Regions from separate parts of the Salmo salar genome. Here region 1 is linked to region 2. Evidence: chromatin contacts called from public Hi-C data. All regions are on one chromosome and are shown on one strand. The core of a region is the stretch at or near the end of the contact, and the rest is flanking DNA. Distances in the headings are between cores, read along the strand shown. Region 1 overlaps LOC106612723 (mRNA decay activator protein ZFP36L1). Region 2 holds the start of tisb (Butyrate response factor 1).

The links. A called contact is a pair of places that touch in the nucleus more often than the background predicts.
Region 1: a contact with region 2 is called in a Hi-C map of gill, with 2.4 times the contacts expected there. The contact joins the enhancer-like site here to the promoter of tisb in region 2. A contact is called at or near these places in 2 of 3 Hi-C or Micro-C datasets (gill and muscle).

The regions. Positions count from the first base shown.
Region 1 is chrssa09:117,285,102-117,291,609 of Ssal_v3.1, reverse strand. LOC106612723 (mRNA decay activator protein ZFP36L1) reads left to right here. Exons shown (of 2, transcript XM_014214175.2): 2 at 1-603. Among protein-coding and RNA genes, the nearest start is that of LOC106612723, 6.3 kb to the left of the region's middle. Within about 2 kb of position 2,914, at least 5 of the 13 cell types and tissues checked have an H3K27ac peak or open chromatin away from gene starts, as enhancers often do. A contact at or near this core is called in gill, where this site is marked.
Region 2 is chrssa09:117,245,466-117,251,973 of Ssal_v3.1, reverse strand. tisb (Butyrate response factor 1) reads right to left here and starts at 1,955. Exons shown (of 2, transcript NM_001140451.1): 1 at 1,865-1,955; 2 at 1-1,586. The coding sequence starts at 1,897. The coding sequence ends at 525.

The DNA.
Region 1 (6,508 bases), core at 1,665-4,164, 39 kb before region 2:
AAATTTCACTGTTAGTTGCAGGGGAACCTTGGATTTTTTTTCTTCTATTTTATATCAAAGCTTAAATTGGTTTCATAACTTTACTTAGCAAGGTGGCTTGTGAGAATTAATAATTGTTTTCTCACTTGTTTCTGTAATCTCTGCAAATGTTTGAAGTTGTATGTAGATGTTCTGAAGACGCACCAAGAGTACAGTGTGTATCCCTTGTGTGGTAGACTGCATGTAATCCCTGATTAGCAGAAAAATACATGTAAATGGCAAAGTGATATGATTAAACTGGGTTGCCGTTAATCTGATTCTATTGAGTTGGACCTAAACGGCACCTGGTTCAGTAGATTGAATTGTAGTCTTTCTAGAAGTCCTTGGAGATCTAATGGTAGATGGTTTGTATCTGAGATGTTTTGGTAGTTGGTTCTGAGAGCGGATGCTTTTTTTGCATTCCATTGTATTTAAATACCTTTTTGACCAACATGTTTCAAGCTTCTTTAGTAAATTAAGTTTAATTTATTTTAACGTATTTATAGAACTTTTTGAGTTTGTATTAAGTTTAATATATTTTTTTGTTGTACTGGAAATAAACTTTTTTTAAACAATGTTTGTTTAATCTTACATGAATTGTATTTACTCTGTCTTCAAGGTGGTTGGGGGAATCTGCCCACAATGGTTGCATCTGTGAAATGCAGCACTACATTTACAAAGACTGAATTTGTCACGGAGCCATCAGTGTTTTTGCATAATGTCTACCATATTCCCAAATGAACATGCCTCTTCAGATTCTGATGAGTCACTCCAAATAACTTGTGTAGTGGCACATTGAGAAACTTTTGGTTTGTTTGCCTATAGCGTCCTGTCGCACTAACCTAGTTATAACACAGCTACACTGATTTCTTTGGAACTTTTGTTTCATTGTAAAGCAGGTCAATAGACACTACCCACAGGTTAATCTGTAGGCTACTGTAACGGGACTACTCTCTTCTATAGTTTGTCCTTTGTTATTCAGAGTGTGTTGGGAGTTCAGTGTGTGTGTGCATTGGGTGGGGGTAGCCAAGCGGATCAGATTTCATATGGAGATAAGATGGCTTTTGTTTCATCCCTAATCTTTACCCCCTCTGCTCACTCCCTGCATAGCAATACAACTGAATGCCTTCACATGACAGCTGACGCCTGGCCAAACCACTGCTGTGTCGTTTGCGTGGCTGTTTATTTTTAAACATGACAAAAAGCTAATAGTAGCTCAATGTGAAACGGAGTGACACACAATCTCTATACTTGAGTTACTCTAGGAGCAGTTAGCTTCCATCTCCCTTTTTCTCAATGACATTGCCATGTCAAATTAATATCCCATAAGTTTTCCCCCTTTTTAATATGTTGATCAGTTGCCCTCTATCTCCAGTGAGATTCATGGGTCATCGCAACGACAAAGAATCGGAGCATAATAAAACGAAAACTGAACCCATAGCACCGTTAGCGGGTCAGTAATGAGAAACTGATAGTTCATCATTCCCTTGTCAGCGTGACAATGGGATGGGGTGGCTTCCATTGAGGAAGGCGTGGCCGGGAATGGGTTAAAAATGTTGACTGTTCTCCTTTGTTGGACGGGGATTCTCCCACGTCGAGCCCAGTGAGTTTGTACAAAGACAGGCGCATTCTCACACAGCCACGGATCATCTGGTGGACCGAGCAGATGGCTACATTCACCGGGACCACGGGTCAAACATATGGTCCTGGATAGAAAGGAATATATTTTAAGAGCGAGGGAGGGAAAGGAGGTTAATGTGTCCATGCCTCAGCACTAGGAAGGGTGAGGGGAAAGGGTCTAAACATGAATTAATACAGAACGTTTTCCAGTGGCTCATCCCGAAAGGCCTGGTGTAACCTTGTGGGTGCTGCTGTTTTTTTGTTGCCGGGAAAAGTTATTTTCTGTTACGGCTACTTTACTTTTGGTGTTTCATTGCGGGAAAAGTCACCTTGTCACAATAGTAAAGTTACTTGGCACATATTGACGTGCGCTGAAACGTCTGCATATTTACAAGCCATGGAAATGCTTTACCTGTTATCTTTTTAGTCAGACTATTTTCCACTGTTCTCAGCATGTCTGTGTTTATGTATGTTTGATCAGAATGATTTCCACAAAACAGTTCACCCAGTTGTAACCCAACTCGTTTATTTTTGTTCTACCATATGTTATTTTTAGTGCTGCATTGATATTGATTACTACATTGTTGGGTTCGGCGCTTGCAAGAAAGGCATTTCACTGTACTCTTTATTTATTTTAATATTCTTTGCACATAAAATAGCAGTAAGGATCTTCGCCACCAGAGGTCAGTAAAGGCTTGTTTAGTCTGATCTGCACTGCTACTGATTCTGCTGTGCCTTAGGCCTAAAAGAGAAAATCAACTGCATCTAAGGGTCAGCATTTACATGTTCACCAATGTAACGCCTACACTTACTGTTGTGTATATAAATGATATATGAACATTTGCTTACATGGTTCAGTGAAATTTACATGTCCACAAGAGTATGTTTTTGATTTATGGGGATATTTTGCATATGGATAGTATTCCTGTTAACTCTTGATCTGTTTATGGCACTTTCTGATATTTTAAATATCTAAAAGGGAACTATTTTTGTAAAGCATGTTGAAAGAATATATAATGTTGAAATTACTCACAACCCAACACTTTTGTACGTGCTCTCTAGAGTCGCACAGTTCCTCTTTATAACAATACATACACTCCACCAATGGAATTCGCGAAAGGGTAAAGCATGACTGGTACTAAAGCAACACCTGGGCTCTGACTTTTAGCCATATATGTATTTTTGCTACTTCCTGTCACTTCCCATCACATGATTGGTCAGTATGGCAGCGGTTGATGATCCTCTGAGCCCTGTCCAGTTGGTGCCAGCCTGGCGCTCACAGACCCCATCGCATTAGTTTCACTTCCTCTTCCTGCTCTGTTCACTTCCCCTCACGGACACGCACTGCAGGCTCACAAAAGAGGAAGTGACCTAGGTCATCGCTATAGCTCAGCCAAAGATGGTGGATAAATGAAGATAGTTCACTCAGGCTGTATCCCCGCAAAAACATTTCAGTTCCTGTCTTCTTAAAGGGTGGCTCTCCCATAGACACCAACGCGATAGCAGCTGGGTCTGGTCTACTTAGTTCATTGACTTCCATTGAAACAGAAAAAATTAGGGAGTGGGATGTCTCGCTTTGTGTTCCGTCTCTGGCTCAGCTAATTGCAATGTCTTGGTTTTATAGACCAAGAGGATATACAGGCTTCGCAGCGAAATGCTGTTTTAGACCATCAGTCAACACACTGTAGTCATGGCTGGAGGTTAGAGTCGTCTGTCTCTTTCTGAGTTGTCCTTTTGTGTTATTCCTGTACTCCCAACCAAATACCAGAGGCACCTCCCAAGTTAGTTTGTGTGCCGGATGTCAATAAGTGTGGCCTTTTTCTGCACCTTGAAAATAATGTAACAGGGTAGGAACTAAAGTTAAGTCAGTATTTCCCCTGGGACCCTAATTAGTGGTGAACACGTAAACAAATCATGCCTTAGACCACTTCAGGTGAGAGCTTTCACCTGAATGTCAAATGTAGAGTATGTGTTGTTGATGGACAAGTCCATTATTTGAACGAGGGCAACCATTTGAGAGAGGAAATATTTGGTGTGTGGTCAATTGTACTGAGAAGGTATGGGTTGAATTTGGTTATAAGTGTTTATTTAAGTTTGACAAATTCACAGATGTTTATTTAAAATGTATGCCAATGCAGTCTTTGGAGAGACTCAGATGGGGGTCCCAGCAGTGGTTTGAATCCAACTTCTCAATATGAAATAATTTCTGGGTAACAATTAAGTACCTTACTGTAATTGTTTTCAATTAAAGTGGTAAAAAATAAACTAAAATTGCTTCTTAGCAAAGAGCAATTTCTCAAGCAAGAATTTTGCCAGGGGAAACAGAAAACTAGGTGTTATTGACAGAGGTTTGTAAACTCTCTTTCTTATTGGTCTAATGACTAATTTACCTCCTGGTGATGTCACCAGGCAGGCCAAAACTTCATCCCATCAAAACAGGAAGACATTTCCGGCTGCCTTTTCAAACAGCTCTTACACTAAATGGGCATTATCATTATCTTTCAAAATTTCGCAGTAATATTCCAACCTCATAGTGTGGAAATATATATAAAACACAGGAAATCACGTTTTTGACTGCACTGGGCCTTTAAAGGGATACTCCACTCAAAAAAACATATTTAATATTTTTTTCCTTAGTCCACACTTGATACAGTCCTAAAATGTTTTGCTGTCAAGTTTTCACGATATTGGACTTTCAAGAAGCAAAGTGTCAACGGCCACATCACCATGTTGTGTATTTATATTGCTATTACTATATTATTTACTGTTTATGTTTAAAATAGAGTGGCTAACTGGGTTCTCTCTTCTTTCATCAGAACTTGTCACTGTTTTTGGTAACCCAAAGGAAACCTGATGAAGAACCGTGGACATGAGATGAAGGACAGTGGCCTGTCATGGAAAAACATCCCAAAAAAGTCTAAATATCAGCAGCAGTGGCGCTTTCTTGTGAAAGCCTTATGTTCCATATAGGAACAAAGAATAATAAGGATCTATACAGAGACGGTGTCCCGTCCGCAGGACGGTTGAGCTAACGTATGCTAATGTGATTAGAATGAGGTTATAAGAAACAAAACAAAAAATCCCAGGACATAGACATATCTGATATGTGTAGAAAGCTTAAATTCTTGTTAATCTAACTGCACTGTCCAATTTACAGTAGCTATTACAGTGAAATAATACCATGCTATTGTTTGAGGAGAGAGCACAATTATGAACTTGAAAATGTATGAATAAACCAATTAGGCACATTTGGGCAGTCTTGATAAAACATTTTGAATAGATATGCAAGAGTTCACTGGATCACTCTAAAACTTTGTTCATGCGGTGCTGCCATCTAGAGGCCAAAGTCTAAATTGCACCTGGGCTAGAATAATGAATTATGCTAGAATAATTAATTATGCCCAATCGCTTGCATTTAGAAGATGACGGTACAGAAAAATACAGTCGTTTTTTTTCTTTGTATTATCTTGTACCAGATCTAATGTGTTATATTCTCCTACATTCCTTTCACATTTCCACAAACGGTTGGTTTTTTCTTTGTATTATCTTTTACCAGATCTAATGTGTTTTATTCTCCTACATTCGTTTCACATTTCCACAAACTTCTAAGTGTTTCCTTTCAAATGGTATCAAGAATATGCATATCCTTGCTTCAGGGCCTGAGCTACAGGCAGTTAGATTTGGGTGTGTAATTTTAGGTGAAAAATGAAAAAAAGGGGCGGATCCTTAAGAGGTTTTAAGTAAGTATGTTTTTCGTAATGTTCTCAGGCCTGAAAAAATTGAATGTTTAATCTTTCATTGCAAATCCATATTGCTGAATAATTCCCAAGACTAAGATTGCTACAATGAGTGTTTTCACTGTAACCAAGTAGAGAGAGCACAAATACTTCATTTTCAAGGAATATAATTTCCAAGGAAAATCTAGTCGGTATTCTCAGTTATCTGGTTGACATGGTCATTTATCAATATCAGCTGAAGGATCTGGAAAACGGGCCTGTTGAAACAGAAAGAAAATGGAAATGTTTTTCCCACCGGATGCTACGATGCTCCACTTGAATTGATAAGTGAGTGAAGCTTCCTGGTGACGCAAACCTTTTTTTGCAAACATTTGCAGTTCTGAGAATTTCATGGGAAGAAGGTGGTACACGTTGCATTTTTGAGTTAACTTTTCCATGTTGTGTTAGTCACTCATGTCACTCTCCAATTATTTTATACAACCACTTTAGCCAGTGTGTGCAAGCACCGCCGGAAATGGCAGCAAACTCACAGCGAGTGAATTATATTGACTTATTTTGAAACCCAACTGAAGTTTATTCACACGTTCATAGTATAGTGTACCTGCTTTATACTTTGAAAACCACAAATATTTAGCTTTTCAGAGTTTTCTCACATCAGATGTACACATACAGTAGTGTACAAGACATTAAGAACACCTTGTTAATATTGAGTTGCAACCCCTTTTGCCCTCAGAACAGCCTCAATTCGTCGGGCCATGGACTCTACAAGGTGTCAAGTGTTCCAGAGGGATACTGGCCCATGATGACTCCAATGCTTTCCACAGTTGTATCAAGTTGGCTGGATATCCTTTGGGTGGTGAACCATTCTTGATACACACAGGAAACTGTTGAGCGTGAAAAACCCAGCAGCGTTGCAGTTCTTAACACAAACCGGTTGGCCTGGCACCTCTTCAAACCCTGTTCAAAGGCACTTAAATCTTTTGTCTTGCACATTCCCCCTCTGAATGGCCCACATACACAATCCATGTCTCAATTGTGTCAAGGCTTTAAAATCCTTCTTTAACCTGTCTCCTCCCCTTCATCTACACTGATTGAAGTGGATTTAAGTGACATCAATAAGGGATCATAGCTTT
Region 2 (6,508 bases), core at 706-3,205:
GTCTTGTTGTCATTTTTCAAGTCACATTGATGGTTTGAATATTTTCAACAGTTTGTGGTATACACATGAATACCAACAGTATGAATAGATCTGACAAATAGTTCTGGCAGCTTACTAAACGAGGGGAGTCTTTTGTTTCATATGATCATATATTTGAAGGACTAATCGAAGTAATCCAGCTAAAGTAAGGCTACTAGGCCCTTCTCATATTGATTGAGACAGGTAAAGGCACTTAATAAAACGTATGTTACTGTCATAACCATCAAGGTCATTTTTAAAGAAAGCAATTAATGGAAGACAAGATGAAAAGTTAAATGAAAATATACATAAGTATAAAAATATACAGATTTTGATAAGTTTGAGTACCAAATAAATTTCACTGAGCAAGTAATTTACTAATAAATAAACAACAGTATAAAGTGTTGATGCGCATCATATTGATAGGATTTCTGATTTGTGTAAGCAGAACCTTCACAATTGATCGAGGTTCGTGATTTGGATTGTCTCTGTGTGGTTTGGGTTTCCTAGTCAGAGAGTGACAGGCGCGCAAAGACGGTGAGGCGCTTGTTGCCAGCCCCATCAAAGGTGGGGGACTCTGAACCGCTGGTGCTTCCTGTGCTGTTGCAACTATCCCGATCTGAGAGGGAATCTTCAGAAGAGAAGCGCTGGAGGTTTGGCTGGGTGATGTAGACATTGTTGCGGTCCTCCATAGCGTAAGATTTGTTCAGAGTGTTTGGGAAGTTATTTCCGTGGCCACAAACGCAGCGTGAGGGCTTCTGTGGCTCAACTATCATAGGGATGTTGTGGATGTCACCAACACTGGGTCGGCTCTGACAAAACTGAAATGTGTTGTGTTGGGTGTCATTGAACACTGGGGAGAGAATGTCCGCTGGGGGTGGTGACACCGAGGGCGCACGGGTGAAGCCAAGGGGGTCGTGGAGCGCAGGGGGAGGAGAGCTGCGTGATCTCATGAAACCTGCGAAACTGACGCTCTGACGGAGCTGACGTGGGTTCTGATCAGCAAGTGCTTGGTTGTGGAACTTTTGGGTCAAGGGGGTGAGTTTCTCTTCGTGAATGAAGTGACAGCGGGCTCCATATGGGCAGTAGCCAAAGTTGTAAAAGGTGCGACAGGCCTCCGTTTTGTATTTTGGGTGCCTGTACAAACCGCGCAGCTCAGGCTCTCCATGGGCAAACTGACACTTGCTCCCATATTTACAGCTTCCGTTCTCCTGGAAGCTACGGCACAGTTCGGTTTTGTAACGGTTGGAAGGGAGAGGAGTCGGGTTGTTCAGTGGAGGAAATCCAGGAGGTGGAGGCACTTCATCCAGGGTCTTCATTTTACCGAAGGAGAGGATATTGGATTCGGTTAGACTCATGGAGCGGTCAGGTCTGAAGGAAACCTGTTGTTTACTTGGAGCCATCTTGCTCCAAATGTCAAGTGGCCAAGGGGTATCATCGTTCAGTTGCTCAGAGTTTAGACTATGACTTTTTGGTGAGAAGAACGAAGTTGAACTGTTGAGACGAGGTGCCATTGGTTGAATTTGTTGCTGGATGAATGGTTCATCTAAACCAAGATTGATCAGATTCTGTGGAGAGAAATATGACTGTCAATAAATGATCACGTTATACCTATCCTATAGACTACCCAGGATGCAGAATTGTAGCCTATGCCCTGTTCCCAGGTAATCTTTTAATGATGTTAAATATGTTTTGTGAATATTTCAACATGTAATCAAAGTTCAAAGTAGCCTACAACTTATACAATAGTCTAGTAGTAGTTTTTTTACGAACCAAAAGCATAACCATAGCATATGTTACTGATCTGAACAAAAACATAAATATAAACACAGTGAATAAACCTTACCCTCGTGACAATATCGTCGATCATATCGGACATGCTTCGATGTGTTCTTGTCCTTTGAAACGTTTTAGTTCGCCTGTCACTTTCAGCTGCAAGACACGGGCGATTGCGCTGCGCTGTTAATGCATTGCTAGCCTTTTATAGTTTGTCTGGGCTGACAGGCAGGCGGGGTTTCCTGTGCTATTTTCCCGGACACCACTCCCATAAAGTTTCGTACACAACTCAACCAACCAAGGTTGCCTAGTTTTTGTAGTTTTAGTCAGCTGTGAAATGTTTCAGTTTCACCAACATTCAAACATAAACGCATCGTATAGACTAGGCTATATATGGCAACAACATAATACGCCCACAAATACTGACACACTTGTTCATTATTTGCCTATGTTCATTAGATTTTCAACCACGATGACGAATAGTTTTGGGGTAGCAGGCTATGATTAACTACTTCGTTGCTGGACACATTTTCCCCAAGGCTGTTACCAGAATTACCCCAGACTTTTTCCTCATTGGTTTCTATGCGTGACACCCGCTCTGTGTTTTTGTAGAACATCTGTCTTTAATACAATTTCCCGTCTTTACCTTCATTTTCCAACAGTTATAGGCTATCTCTCAAAGGGGAACAATATATTTATTTATATATATACCCTTAGGCTATAGACATAAATACGCTCATGTGCATTGTGACAACGTAAAAACAGTTGACATGAATCCATGTAGGTAATGACTTTAGTATGATCTTACTGTAACAAACAACATTATCCAGTAATCAGTCTAGACTTCAAACACAGGGTTTTTCAGTTTCTATTTGTGATATCATGTAGGCTGGATTAGGTTGTGTGATTTTTTCCATCTGTGTTACTGGTAGCCCAAGTATAAACAGGCAATGTTAGTCCCTCGATAGCAGGAAACTCTTGGATAATGAAAATATGTTTCTGTTTCTGCTATTTAACCAATAATGAAACCTTGGGTCTATCCCTTGCCTGATATAGCACTGTTCACACGAGTGAGAAACGCATCTGAATTTGTGTGGCTAAATACTGAAGTCACGAGGCATTAACTCAGCAGCTATCCACCTTCCAACAACAATAAAGCATGTGCAAGAATGCCCAAATGTCAAAGTGAGGAGTAACCAACTCTTTGTCTTGATTAGTGGACTATATTCGGAGAGTATTTTGTTCATTAGTTGTGCTATATTTGCTCATGTAAATAGTGTCAAGTTGAAGAAGTGGAGAGGGTTTTAAAAATCTATCAGTCAAAATGTATCCAGTGACAGTGTCCCATGGATCGACTGGGCCATGTTCAGTTGATCTACAGCGCTTAGAGGTGTCTCTATTTGTCGTTTGGGTTTGTCGTCACACAGTTCATAAGTCTGACAAGGCAGTGCGACAGAAAGTCATATATTTACTTTGAAATGATTACACTTGGATGGGCTTTGAGCTCTTTCAGTTGAGTCAATTGATTGCAAAACTACCTAATGGCAGAAGGGGCACTATTTCAGTGTTTGAGGAAACTGCTCATTTTACTTGAACCCTATCACACCCTAAAATGCTTATATAATGACTTCAGCACCGCTTTTGCTGGATCCTTAGTGTTTTTGTATTATCTGGTTGTGTCCTAAGCTTTAAAGCCTCTATTTATCTCACTATTAAGGTCGTATTATGGAGACAATGTGAGGGGAAATGGGTGCAGAGACTGGCCTTACATGATGTGTAGTAACTGCTGTATACATATTCCAGTAAGCTAACTCATCATTGTCTATATAGCCAAGGGTTGGATGTGAAACGGGAACACAAACTTGAGGCAGAGACACTCTATGTCCCTCCCTCCCTCCCTCCCAAGACATATTATGTCAGTTTCCCACCATAGTGGTCACAGTGTACCTTTCACTTTATGCCATTATCCCAACAGCAGTGGGACACGTCCATCAGGGGCCCTGAAAAGCTCATGTTTCATCAGTCGAAGGCAGCATAATAACTCCCGGCCACAGAAGCAGGCAGGGCAGGCATGCCTACTCATGTCCAGTTAAAAATAACCCCAGGCTTCCACTACCTTGTCAAATTTGGTTGGAAATTATATTTAAAAATGGTTAATGAGAAATGGAAAATATTTCACTCCTTGCTCTCTCTTTCCCTTTTTTTCAATTTTGTTTCCCAATCCACTTGTTTGGTTTCTCAAGCTGTGCAGGGGTGTGCATTTTCTCCAAGTTTCTTTTCTGGCACTGGTCCCGAGAGTATGGAAACTCGCTCCTAGTGAGTTGGGAGGGGCGCGGCATACTTACTCATGCACACGTGCTCACACAAATATACATACTAGCTAAGCCCTAAGGGATATTCTATGGTGAGCAATGATGTGCAATACGCCAAGCTTTCCATTCGAGCCAATACGCCAAGCTTTCCATTCGAGCTTTCCTGTCTTGGCAAAGGTGCAGTTTGTACACTACAGGCATCCCAATAGGCATGTTTAGGCAGGAACCCCCTTATGAACACTCATGCTGACATATGTGCATGGGGTGGGGTGGCTGTTGTATGAATTAGGGAAATTATCACAAAAACTTATGGTGAGAAATCTGACTGTATTGAAATTGATCAGCAATAGTCGGTATTTACAGTGCCTTCATAAAGTATACACACTCCTTGACATTTTCCACATTTTGTTGTGTTACAGCCTGAATTTAAAATTGATTAAATTGAGATTTTGTGTCACTGGCCTACACACAAAACCCCTTAATGTCCAAGTGGAATTATGTTTTTAGAAATGTTTACAAATAAAGAAATTATCAATACATTTTCAAACTCTTTGTTATGGCAAGCCTAAATAAGTTCAGGAGTAAAAACGTGCTTAACAAGTCACATAATAATTTGCATGGACTCACTCTGTGTGCAATAATAGTGTTTAACATGATTTTTGAACGACTCTCTGTACCGCACACATACAATTATCTGTCGAGCTGTGAATTTCAAACACAGATTCAACCTCAAAGACCAGGGAGTTTTTCCAATGCTTCACAAAGAAGGGCACCTATTGGTAGATGGGTAAAAAAAAAAAAAGCAGATGTTGAATATCCCTTTGAGCATTGGTGAAGTAATTCATTTTACTTTGGATAGTGTATCAATTCACCCAGTCACTACAAAGATACAGGCGTCCTTCCTAACTCAGTTGCTCGAGAGGAAGGAAACCATGAGGCCAATGGTGACTTTAAAACAGTTAGAGTTTAATGGCTGTGATAGGAGAAAACTGATGATGGATCAACAACATTCTAGTTACTCCACAATACTAACCTAAATGACAGAGTAAAAAGAAGGAAGCGTGTACAGACTACAAATATTCCAAAACATGAATCCTGTTTGCAATAAGACATTATCCAACACAAAACATCACTGAGTACCACTCTTCATATTTTCAAGCATGGTGCATGTATTCCGTTTATTTTTATCCCCCCGAAAAACTCTCTAGTCCTTGCTGACAGAAAGCATGGGTATACTTGCCATTGGCAAGTACTAAGGAGTTTTTTGGGGGGATAAAAATAAATGGAATGGAGCTAAGCACAGGCAAAATCCTAGAGGATAACCTGGTTCAGTCTCCTTTCCAACAGACACTGGGAGACAAATTCACCTTTCAGTAGGACAATAACCTACATCACAAGGACAAATATACACTGGAGTTGCTTACCAAGATGACATTGAATGTTCCTAGTTGTGGCCTAGTTACTAGTGGCCTAGTTACTGTTTTAACTTAAATCGTCTTGAAAATCTATGACAAGACTTGAAAATGGCTGTCTAGCAATGATCAACAACCATCTTGACAGAGATAGAATAATTTTTATACAAATATTATATCATCCAGGTGTGCAAAGCTCTTGGAGACTTACCCAGAAAGTCTCACAGCTGTAATCACTGCCAAAGGTGATTCTAATATGTATTGACTCAGGGGTGTGAATACTTATATAAATGAGATAAATTAGATAAATTAGATACAGAAGGCATCGACTAACTCGGCTGCTGCTGCTACCGTTGGTCACGAGCCCATATTTACAGAGCTTTTACAAGGGAAAGTACCTTCCTTTCCTGCTCGCCTTACATTACTAACAGTGAGTCTCACCGCTTAGAAATACAGTGGCTCTTATTTCTTCAAGAGTTGTTTCTGTGTTCTTATCCTTTGTTTGTAATCAGTGCGTCTTTGTGAAATAGGTGTACTGTATATGAGCACTTGTGCTGTATAGTAAGCCTAAGTTCTTTACAGTGGCTACATATTGCTCTGCATTGATTATAATGTTTGTGTGATAGACGTTTTCCTCTATTGCCTTTGTATGTTTTACCTTAGCCTATATTCTTTTTTTCTGTCAAACTCAACGTTGAACCTGTCATGAGTCCACAAATTAAGTTTAAGATGATTTTTTAAAGATCTGTCTTTTGAAAAAATCAACTGAAATTGGGTAGTACTTTGGTACATAGTGTTTTCCAGGTATGTCTGTTTTTTTTTAGAATGACCTCAGCAAGACAAGGCGGTAGTTTACTGTAGCGGTCCTCAGAGGGATTGCATTTGTGGCACTCTGTTTTCACTATGGTGGTGTAGTTTTTACACTTCCCTCCGAAACACATTTTGGCAGTGTGAAATATTCCCAGAAGAACAAACATGGCCTTATATATG